Linked DNA regions of Danio rerio: regions 1 and 2 are each linked to region 3. The links are chromatin contacts, called in public HiChIP or PLAC-seq and Micro-C maps. All regions are on one chromosome and are shown on one strand. The core of a region is the stretch at or near the end of the contact, and the rest is flanking DNA. Distances in the headings are between cores, read along the strand shown.

Region 1 (2,854 bases), core at 51-2,550, 180 kb after region 3:
TGGCATCAACAACATGAAAGCATGGCTCCATCTTGCCTTGGTTCAACAATTCAGACTGTGGTGGTGTAATGGTGTGGGGGATACTTTCTTGGCACACTTTGGGCTCATTAGTACCAATAGAGCATCGTGTCGACGCCACAGCCTACGTGAGCATTGTTTCTGACCATCTCCATCCCTTTATGACCACAGTGTAGCCATTTTCTGATGGCTACTTCCAGCAGCATAACGCGCCATGTCATACAGTGCGAATCATCCCAGACTGGTTTCTTGAACATGACAATGAGTTCACTGTAGTCAAATAGCCTCCACAGTCAGCAGATCTCAATCCATTAGAGCACCTTTGGTATGGGAGATTCTCATCATGGATGAGTAGCCAACAAATGATATCATGTCAATATGGACCAAAATCTCAGAGATTCAACCTTGCTGAATCTATGCCCCGAAGGATTAAGGCAGTTCTGAAGGCAAAAGGGGTCCAAAGCGGTAATAGTAAGGTGTACCTAATAAAGTGGCCGGTGAGTGTACTTTACTATATCATGGTTCAAAAACACTATAGTAATTACTATGGTATTTTTTTATGTGGGTTTATTTAAGGATCATGGTACAGCTGTACATTTCTTAACTTATTTCTATCATCAAACCATCAGATTAAAACGCAGTAACGTTAACATTTAGCATTATCATCACGTTACACATGTGATAATGTTACACATTATTATACAGTTTGGTATAAATGTATGTAACGTTAAATAACAATGTAATATTATTTCGCCCATATTTAAATATTTTAGTTATTATATACAGTCAAACTATGTGACTGTAACATTTCATCAAGCTGCAAATGCAAGCTGTTTTTTGCAAAAAAAAAACAGTTGACAAGTTTGTAACAATATTTGTTTCCAATGCAGAATATGAATTACATTGTCAATGAAAAAGAGATACGAGAAAGAAAGACAGGAAAAAAAGAATAAAAAACATGATATAAACTTGAGGGTAAGACATTTAAGAATCAAGAACAGTACGTAAATTAAGGTCATTACAAAATAAAATAGTTCTGTTTGCTTTCTTATTTTTAGATAATGAAATTAATTGTATATAAAGCTCACCTTGATAATGAGCGGGTATCCTTTGGTAACACCTTTAACGTGCGAGGTCAACATGTTGTGTGTTAACAGCTTCATGTCGGCGGTGTGTGGGTATATATTCTAGTATTAAGACTCAAATATTTGGTGATTACAGAAGCGTGGAATTTAAGAAGTTCAGCATAACATAAACACGCGTTTATCACGATGACTGTGTGCAACCGCTGAAACAACTCCCCGAGAAACAAAGCACGGTGTATTGGGTTCCGCTTAGCCTGGCTAACTAACATTAGTCTCAATTTTTTTCCAAGTAAGTTTTAAAGTATAAAGTACAATTGCACAAATGTATGTTTCATAAACTGCTTATTTAAAATGGCATTAATGCCGGCAATTAATTCTATCCAAACTAATATTCAGTATAATTCTATTATAGCTGCTGGTTAGCAATTAAACTCAATAAAACAACACTTGCAGACTCTCGGAGAAAGCCAAACTGTAATTGTATTTATTTTAAGGTTCTCCACTGCTTAAATTGATAGATAAATTATTTAGGGGTATCAACAGAGTCTTTTGGCACGTTTGATATGTTTGGCCTTGTCTGAACTACAAGTACTGTACTTTGTTCTCAAATAATATTTATTTAGTGGCAGTACTAACTGACATTATGCCATCTTTTAAAAACATTTTTCTAAATAATTGAAACCCCATAATAACCATGTAAATATATACTCCCTGGCCACTTTATTAGGTATACCTTACTAGTGCCGAGTTGGACCCCCTTTTGCCTTCAAAACTGCCTTAATCCTTCGTGGCATAGATTCAACAAGATACTGAAAATATTCCTCAGAGGTTTTGGTCCATGATGACAGCATCACACAGTTGCTGCAGATTTGTCAGCTGCACGTCCATGATGTGAATCTCCTGTTCCACCACATCCCAAAAGGTGCTCTATTGGGTTGAGAGATGGGGACTGTGGAGGCCATTTGAGTACAGTCTCACTGTCATGTTAAAGAAACCAGTCTGAGGTGATTCGGGCTTTATGACATGGTGCGTTATCCTGCTGGAAGTAGCCATCAGAAGATGGGTACACTGTGGTCATTAAGGGATGGACATGGTCAGCAACAATACTCAGGTAGGCTGTGGTGTTGACACAGTTCTCAGCTGGTACTAATGAGCCCAAAGTGTACCAAGACAATATCCCCTAAATCATTACATCTCCACCAACATGGCATTTTTGTCCCACAGAACCATAAAAAAAAATGCTAAAGTGTTGTAAATGCTATAATACACTCTAGAATGGTTAAAAAATGCTGTTATATTTATTATATATTAGTGTTTTAGTGTACTATAGTATTTTTTTCATGTGGGTAAAACACACATCCGCAACTGTTAACAAAAAATGCTTGGTTAATGTAGCATTTGTTAATGTAATAACTGCTCAGAAAGCCGAATCCTTTGCTCAGTTGTTAAAAAAAATAGATTTTCTAAGAGAGCAATGACACAAAATCTTCCTTTAAGGAATAATCTATTCATTCCTCTGTTTTAAAATGTACAACAGCAAACTACAACTTTTTTTCAAATGCACATTTTTATTCCTTTTTTTTGTATTAATTAGTTTACACATTGTCTTGGTACTATACAGGTAATTCTTACAGCGTATGATATAGTTGTAATTACAGAAGAAACAAACGCACACTGATAGCTATGAATCACATAGCCTGTCAGTCAACACACACGCACTCGCATGCACGTCCAGACACACTCACACTGAA
Region 2 (3,147 bases), core at 105-2,604, 160 kb after region 3:
GAAAACAAAATGACATATAATTTCAATATAAAAAGGTAATTGTGGACAATTTTTTTTTACCTTTTATCTTGAATATGTCAATGATTAGTAACAACATTGGCTTTGATGCATTGTTGGATTTCAAATTTTTCTCCCTAATTTACTGTTGGTGGCTATTTTTGCTCCTTTTACTTTCATTATAACCTCATTTGATGATGCATAAAAACACAGTCTTTGTTTTTATTTACTCCTTGTAGTTCTGAGAGCTGAGATGCAGATTTAGATTTTCTCAGAAACTTCAAGGTAAGTGCACAAAAGTCACTCTCACTCACACACACACACACACACACACACACACACACACACACACACACACACACACACACACACACACACACACACACACACACACACACTTTGATTTGCTGTTATGCTCCATAAATCCAAAAACAAAACCAACTATTAACTATTAATGGTGCCAACTGATGATTAACAGTAAAAAATACTAATTTTACCTCTTCCCAACAGGGAAAACCACCAACACTTAAAAATGCATGATTACATGGAGTCATGGTTTTTGTAATCATAAAAATGTGATTATAATGAAAGTCAATGGGTCAAAAACAATGCATTAAAGGCAATGTTGTTTTGCATGTCTAAGACGTATAGGTAAAAAGCAAAAAAAATCCAGTCCACAATTACTTTTTATATTGAAAATGTGTAATTTTGTGACATAATTTATTAATTTGGCAATTAAAGGGATATAAATCCTGAAATTTTCTAACCAATTTAGTAGTTTTGATCAGGACTAAGGTTAATTAACAGATTTTTCCAATTAAGACCTAAAATCACCCTAGAGTGGATGAAAATATCCCCAACAGTAATCATTTCAATAAATGGTTTTCATACACACACACGCATTACTTTGAATGATGCAAGCATTAAAGTGGGCATCAGCATCATCACTCACTGGTATCAGTGCGCAGCGGCATCATGTTGACCCTCTGCACCTCTTTGGCGTAATAATCCTCCTCGCTGCTCTCCCGCTCGCACGCGGCCTCCGCATGGCGCGCGCGCTCCTTCAGCAGCTCCTTCGTGCTGTTATAAAGCAGCATCACCTCCGCCGGGACAGGCTGCGGTGTCGGGCTCGCCTCGGGATCCGGTGGACTCCGAATGCGCAGCTTGCTCAAAATCTGCCCGCGCACAGCCTCGATCCTTTTGGACTTGTGGTCGTCTAAGTTGTAGGAATGGCACGTGGAGAATCCTTCCGCAGACGCAAAGAGTTTGAGAACGAGCAAAGTCAGATTGATGAACCACATGGTCGGTTGACAGCTGAGAGGCTCGGGTGCGCAGCTATGTAACGCCGGGTTGTCTTCGGGGAGCGCGCGCACTGAGCAATGGAACAAACCCCAAAGTGCGTGGCTGCGCTGCTCGCGTCCGCGTGCACCAGGTGAATGAGCAGCTCTGCTGTCAGATACGCGCTTTTACCTTCTCACACACTTGTTTTCCTACACTCATACAGACTACTTATGGTCAGAATAATAAAAAGATGGTTGCGCAAAGCACCTCACTGTGTTAATGACAAGCTATTTTAAGTTAATCGGTTTTTCTTTCTTTCCTGAAGGTAATATTCAAAGCGCAATCTTTTAAGGTAGGACTTACGTAACTTCAATTATTTTGACGTGGCTTTCAGTAAACCACGACACGATTTTCAACATGCAGCTTTTATAAGTGTTTGTATACTCGTTGTGTCGTGAGACAAGTGTCTAATTATGTTGTCGCTAAAACTTTAGTTTACTATAGTAACCTCCTCAGTGGCAAATATTTTCCTTTTTAAGCGTCTTTTTGGATGATAAAGATAAACTTTGGTATCGCCAAAATGTAAAGATAACACAAAAAATAATGTATTTGAATTAAAACAGTTTAGTAAGATCCACAACCGTTCGTTTTCCCCTTTTAATGGTCTAAACTGTAAACAAAATCCTCTGTAATTTACACCTGGCATGAACTATCTGAGGTTATGCCAATTTTAGATGTTATTCTGATTTCTGTGCATGTGGTGATGGCAAGCATAATATAGTCCATGATTATCCAATCCCAGTAATACTAATCTGAATCTACAAACACAGCCTTTCCATTATGCTTCCCCGGCTTTTAAGTATTTACCGGTAAGATAATAAACAGAACTGTTCCTCATGCTCGTCTGGTATCCAATGATTCAGAGAGAAACTCCAAGTGCTGCTTAGAATTCTTGTGGTTTGTCTTGGAGCTTTAGTGAGGACCGCTAGTACTTTCTTTCAAAGTGACTCTCCAGCTCCTTTCCCATGATAGCTATAAGAGATCAGGTCAGATTTTATTTCTTTTTTTTTTTTTCTGCCTTGAGTCAAGATGCAGGTCTGCCATCCAAATGTTCAATCAAGCTCTTGAAGTTGCTTTAGGAAAATGAAATTATCCCATGACAAAGACTGACTGTCCTCCAGCGGCATAGAGTTGAACGGGATTTAATATAAACAAGATGAGAAAAGGCTAGTCTAGGCTTGGCCTATACCAGAATACATCTTGTGCGAAGAGTAATCCATTTCAAAGGAGGCAGGGGAAAAAATGACAAGGCCAAAAACGCCAGACGTCAAAGAGAGCCTTTGAAGGTGTGAACTTAAGTATGCTATAATTAAAAAGAAAAACTCCTTTGAGTTTCAGAGCGACCAGAAACATCTCTTCAACAAAACAAGTTCCTAAAGTTTGGAGAGGAGGAAGAAAACAGCAGCTGTGTGTGGGAGAGCGAGAGGAAGGGAGGGAGAGAGGGAAGGACAAAAAGAGGCAAGTGCTAAGGACAAAACATAATCTCCAAGATAGCCTAAATTTCAAGCATTCAAAATTATTATGGTTTCACACCTTAAAACGTTGTTCAGATGTTGCATTGCGAGACATGATCAGGGTTTTGTGCTTAAAACATTGCATGTAGGACTAACTTTATATCCCAAGCTTCCTTTGGTTGTCAGTTGTTTTTAAAACAAATGAAGTATTTCTTGCTAAATGACAATCTTTTTAATTAAAATAGTGGTTTATTTTAGCTAGAAGGAGTGAGTTATCTTTATGCCACTACAGTAACTTAGTTTGCTTCTCCTGAATCGTGTTATGGCTAAATGTTAATTAAACTTGTCAAAACTG
Region 3 (2,918 bases), core at 29-2,528:
TTCTATACAGCTTAAATTGACATTTAAAGGCTTAACAAGGTTAATTAGGCTAACTAGGCAGGTTAGGGTAATTAGGCAAGTTATTGTATAACGATGGTTTGTTCTGTAGACTGTCGAATAGAAATATAGCTTAAAGGGGCGAATAACTTTGTTCTTAAAATGGTTAATAAAAAATAAAAACTGCTTTCATTCTAGCCAAAATAAAACAAATACGACTTTCTCCAGAAGAAAAAATATTATCAGACATACTGTGAAAATTTCCTTGCTCTGTTAAACAATTTGGGAAATAATTAAAAAGAAAAAAAAATCAAAGGGGGGCTAATAATTCTGACTTCAACTGGTTGACTGACAAGTTCAACTACTTTAATATATCAGGAGTTTAGATGCAAAAACCTCCAAAAGCCATTATATATTTTTTTCTAAAATTATAATTTGTAGGCTCAGTAATTTTACTTTCATAGTGACGAATAAGTCCTTTTCATTGCCTTTTAAGTGAAATACCTAAGCATAAACAAAGGAGGCTGAGAAAAACGCTCATTTTAGGAGAACATTTCTGATGACATTTAGAGGTTTTTGCATCTGAACTCTTCATATATATATATATAGGGCCTAGATACATATACATACAGACACACACACATTTGTTTCTTGACCTTAATTGGCCATAGTAAAAAAATAAAAACATTTAATTATTACAATTCACCTTAGAAATGTTCATGACTTTTTAAACTTACTTAATTTGTTTGTTGCCAATTTATTTATTAATTCGTTTGTGTATTAATTACTTCGTTGATTTTTTTCACTTTTCCTTCATCGCATATTATTCAGTCGTTCATTTCTTTCTTTTTATTTACTTATTTATTAATTCTTTACATATTTGTTTATTTATTGGTTCGTGTATTTGTTTCCTTGTTCATTTGTTCAAATTGTCTTACGACATAAATAAACAAAGTACACGTAGAGAAAATTTGTAATTAATAAATAAATGCAATTATACTCTGCCTCCAATGCTGGTTAATTTTAAATAAACATAAAGAAATGTTATGTTTAAATGTAATGAAATATAATGAAAACTTCGTAAGCAACATGCAATTATAATATACCTTGTTCAATATCTGATGTATATATATTTCAGTGCTGTGTCACTTTATTTAAAGATATTAAAATAAAATGTAAACAAAAGACTGTGGGCGCCACTGCGCTTTAGCTCACCGCTCAAATCCCCGCCTACTCCGTCACGTCACGGACCCTCGCGCCCAGCGTCAAATCAACTTCGCCAGTTGTGAGGGGCAGGAGGTTCAGCGACCGCGTGTGCTTCAGTTTGACTGGGGAAAAATAACGACAATCTGGAACCTTTCAACGACTAAGCTTTTCATCTTCAATTCAAATACTTATCGCTTTTATTTCAGTAAAACACTCGCAGACGCGGATTAACACATCAGAATCACCGCGCTTCAGAGAGATCAACAACCGGTAAGTGATGCCACGTTGTTTGATTGTTGATGTTTTATTCAAACTGTGCGAATATTGTTTTTAATTCGCTTTTCCTAGTAGAGAACCAATTGAAAATGCACCCTCAGCACACTCCTGGGGCCTGTTTCAGAAAGGAGGTTAACTGAAAACTCAGAGTATTTTAACCCTGAAATGAGAGAAACTCTGGGTTTTCCGTTTCAAAATGGCAGGTTTGTTAAACTCGAGAAAGCAGGGTAAGTCAAGCCTGTTTCTGAAAGAAAAGTAACTTTAAATCAGAGTCAGTTACTGTGGTAACTTACTCTGTGAATCTAACCTGGTCAGAAGCAGGTTTTATTCTCTAAACTCTGAGTTTCTGTCTGTCTCCTCCCCTTTTTTAAAGATGAAGCGGTATTTCTTGTCTTAGCCTTATGTTTCCAACCACCTATTTTAATGCTCATTTTGGATACGTGCATAAAAACGATTGATAGAAACGTCATGATGCACATAACTTTTAAAAATATGCATAAAAAACGCGCATAACTGAGTAGGATAAACTTTTATTCGATAGAAAATCTGCGCATAAACTACGATGGAAACACTTTTACTGAACAAATTACAGTATGTACATTAAAAAAAAGATCATGATCATATGATAATGAAAAAGTGTGTAAATGGACAAACCAGCAGACGGGCACACTTTAACATGTCTTAAATATTGTTTTAGTCATTCTAAAATGCCTTAACTGTTTCAGTATTAGTGTATATTATTAATTACCTCCGAACGTCTGATGCATGTCAAGAGTCTCCGCATCTCATGGCTTCAGACGCCCCCACGTGTTCATTGTGCTTCAGCATTGTCTTCTGACATCGAGGCGCAAGTACATTAATTAGGCTAAATAAAGAATTAATTGACGCAGCTTCTTCTACCACAGAAAATTCTGTTTTTACTGTTGATATTTGGTGCCAGTTTAATCAGGAAGTGACAATTTTTTTCTCTATGACTCGTTGGATGGAATTTTTTTTCGCAAATTGTATGCAATATTCAAGTTTTGCACATAAATTTATGTAATATATTTGGATGGAAACATAGCTATTGCCTACATTTTAGTCACACACAGAAGAACTGTACTAGAATGGCTTATCCTTTTTTAATAAATAATTAAATTGAATTCACCTTCGACATGCACTGTAACTAGATTAATGGGATTATTATTCTTTCTAAAAATTATTTTTAGTACTGCTTACCTTCTAAATGTTATATTAACCTCTATCACTTGATCAATAAAAAGGCAGACACGCAAGTGCACTGTTAAATCATTTAAAACTAATAAATGTATAAAAAAAAGTTTAGAAAAAAAATATAAACGTCACAAATTACATTACTTATTTTATTATACTTAAATATTTAAATACTTAAAAAGTGAAATTAGGCATTAACTTGAGCAGCTGTTTTCCCACGCTAACTG

What was found. A called contact is a pair of places that touch in the nucleus more often than the background predicts. HiChIP or PLAC-seq counts read pairs in DNA pulled down with a chosen protein or histone mark.
Region 1: a Micro-C map of caudal fin shows a contact between it and region 3, with 3 times the contacts expected there. The contact joins the promoter of trmt112 here to the promoter of si:dkeyp-115e12.6 in region 3. A contact is called at or near these places in 2 of 18 Hi-C or Micro-C datasets (caudal fin and an unstated tissue).
Region 2: an H3K4me3 HiChIP or PLAC-seq map of embryo shows a contact between it and region 3, with 6 times the contacts expected there. The contact joins the promoter of tgfb5 here to the promoter of si:dkeyp-115e12.6 in region 3. A contact is called at or near these places in 1 of 18 Hi-C or Micro-C datasets (caudal fin) and 1 of 4 datasets of contacts at active chromatin or transcription factors (embryo).

What each region holds. Positions count from the first base shown.
Region 1 is chr14:9,367,526-9,370,379 of GRCz12tu, forward strand. It overlaps trmt112 (tRNA methyltransferase activator subunit 11-2), which reads right to left and starts at 1,301. Exons shown (of 4, transcript NM_001020752.1): 1 at 1,107-1,301. The coding sequence starts at 1,181. It overlaps atg2a (autophagy related 2A), which reads right to left. Exons shown (of 43, transcript XR_012390218.1): 43 at 2,652-2,854.
Region 2 is chr14:9,348,016-9,351,162 of GRCz12tu, forward strand. It overlaps tgfb5 (transforming growth factor, beta 5), which reads right to left and starts at 1,355. Exons shown (of 7, transcript XM_021481114.3): 1 at 950-1,355. The coding sequence starts at 1,298.
Region 3 is chr14:9,188,735-9,191,652 of GRCz12tu, forward strand. si:dkeyp-115e12.6 reads left to right here and starts at 1,279. Exons shown (of 16, transcript XM_073922527.1): 1 at 1,279-1,473.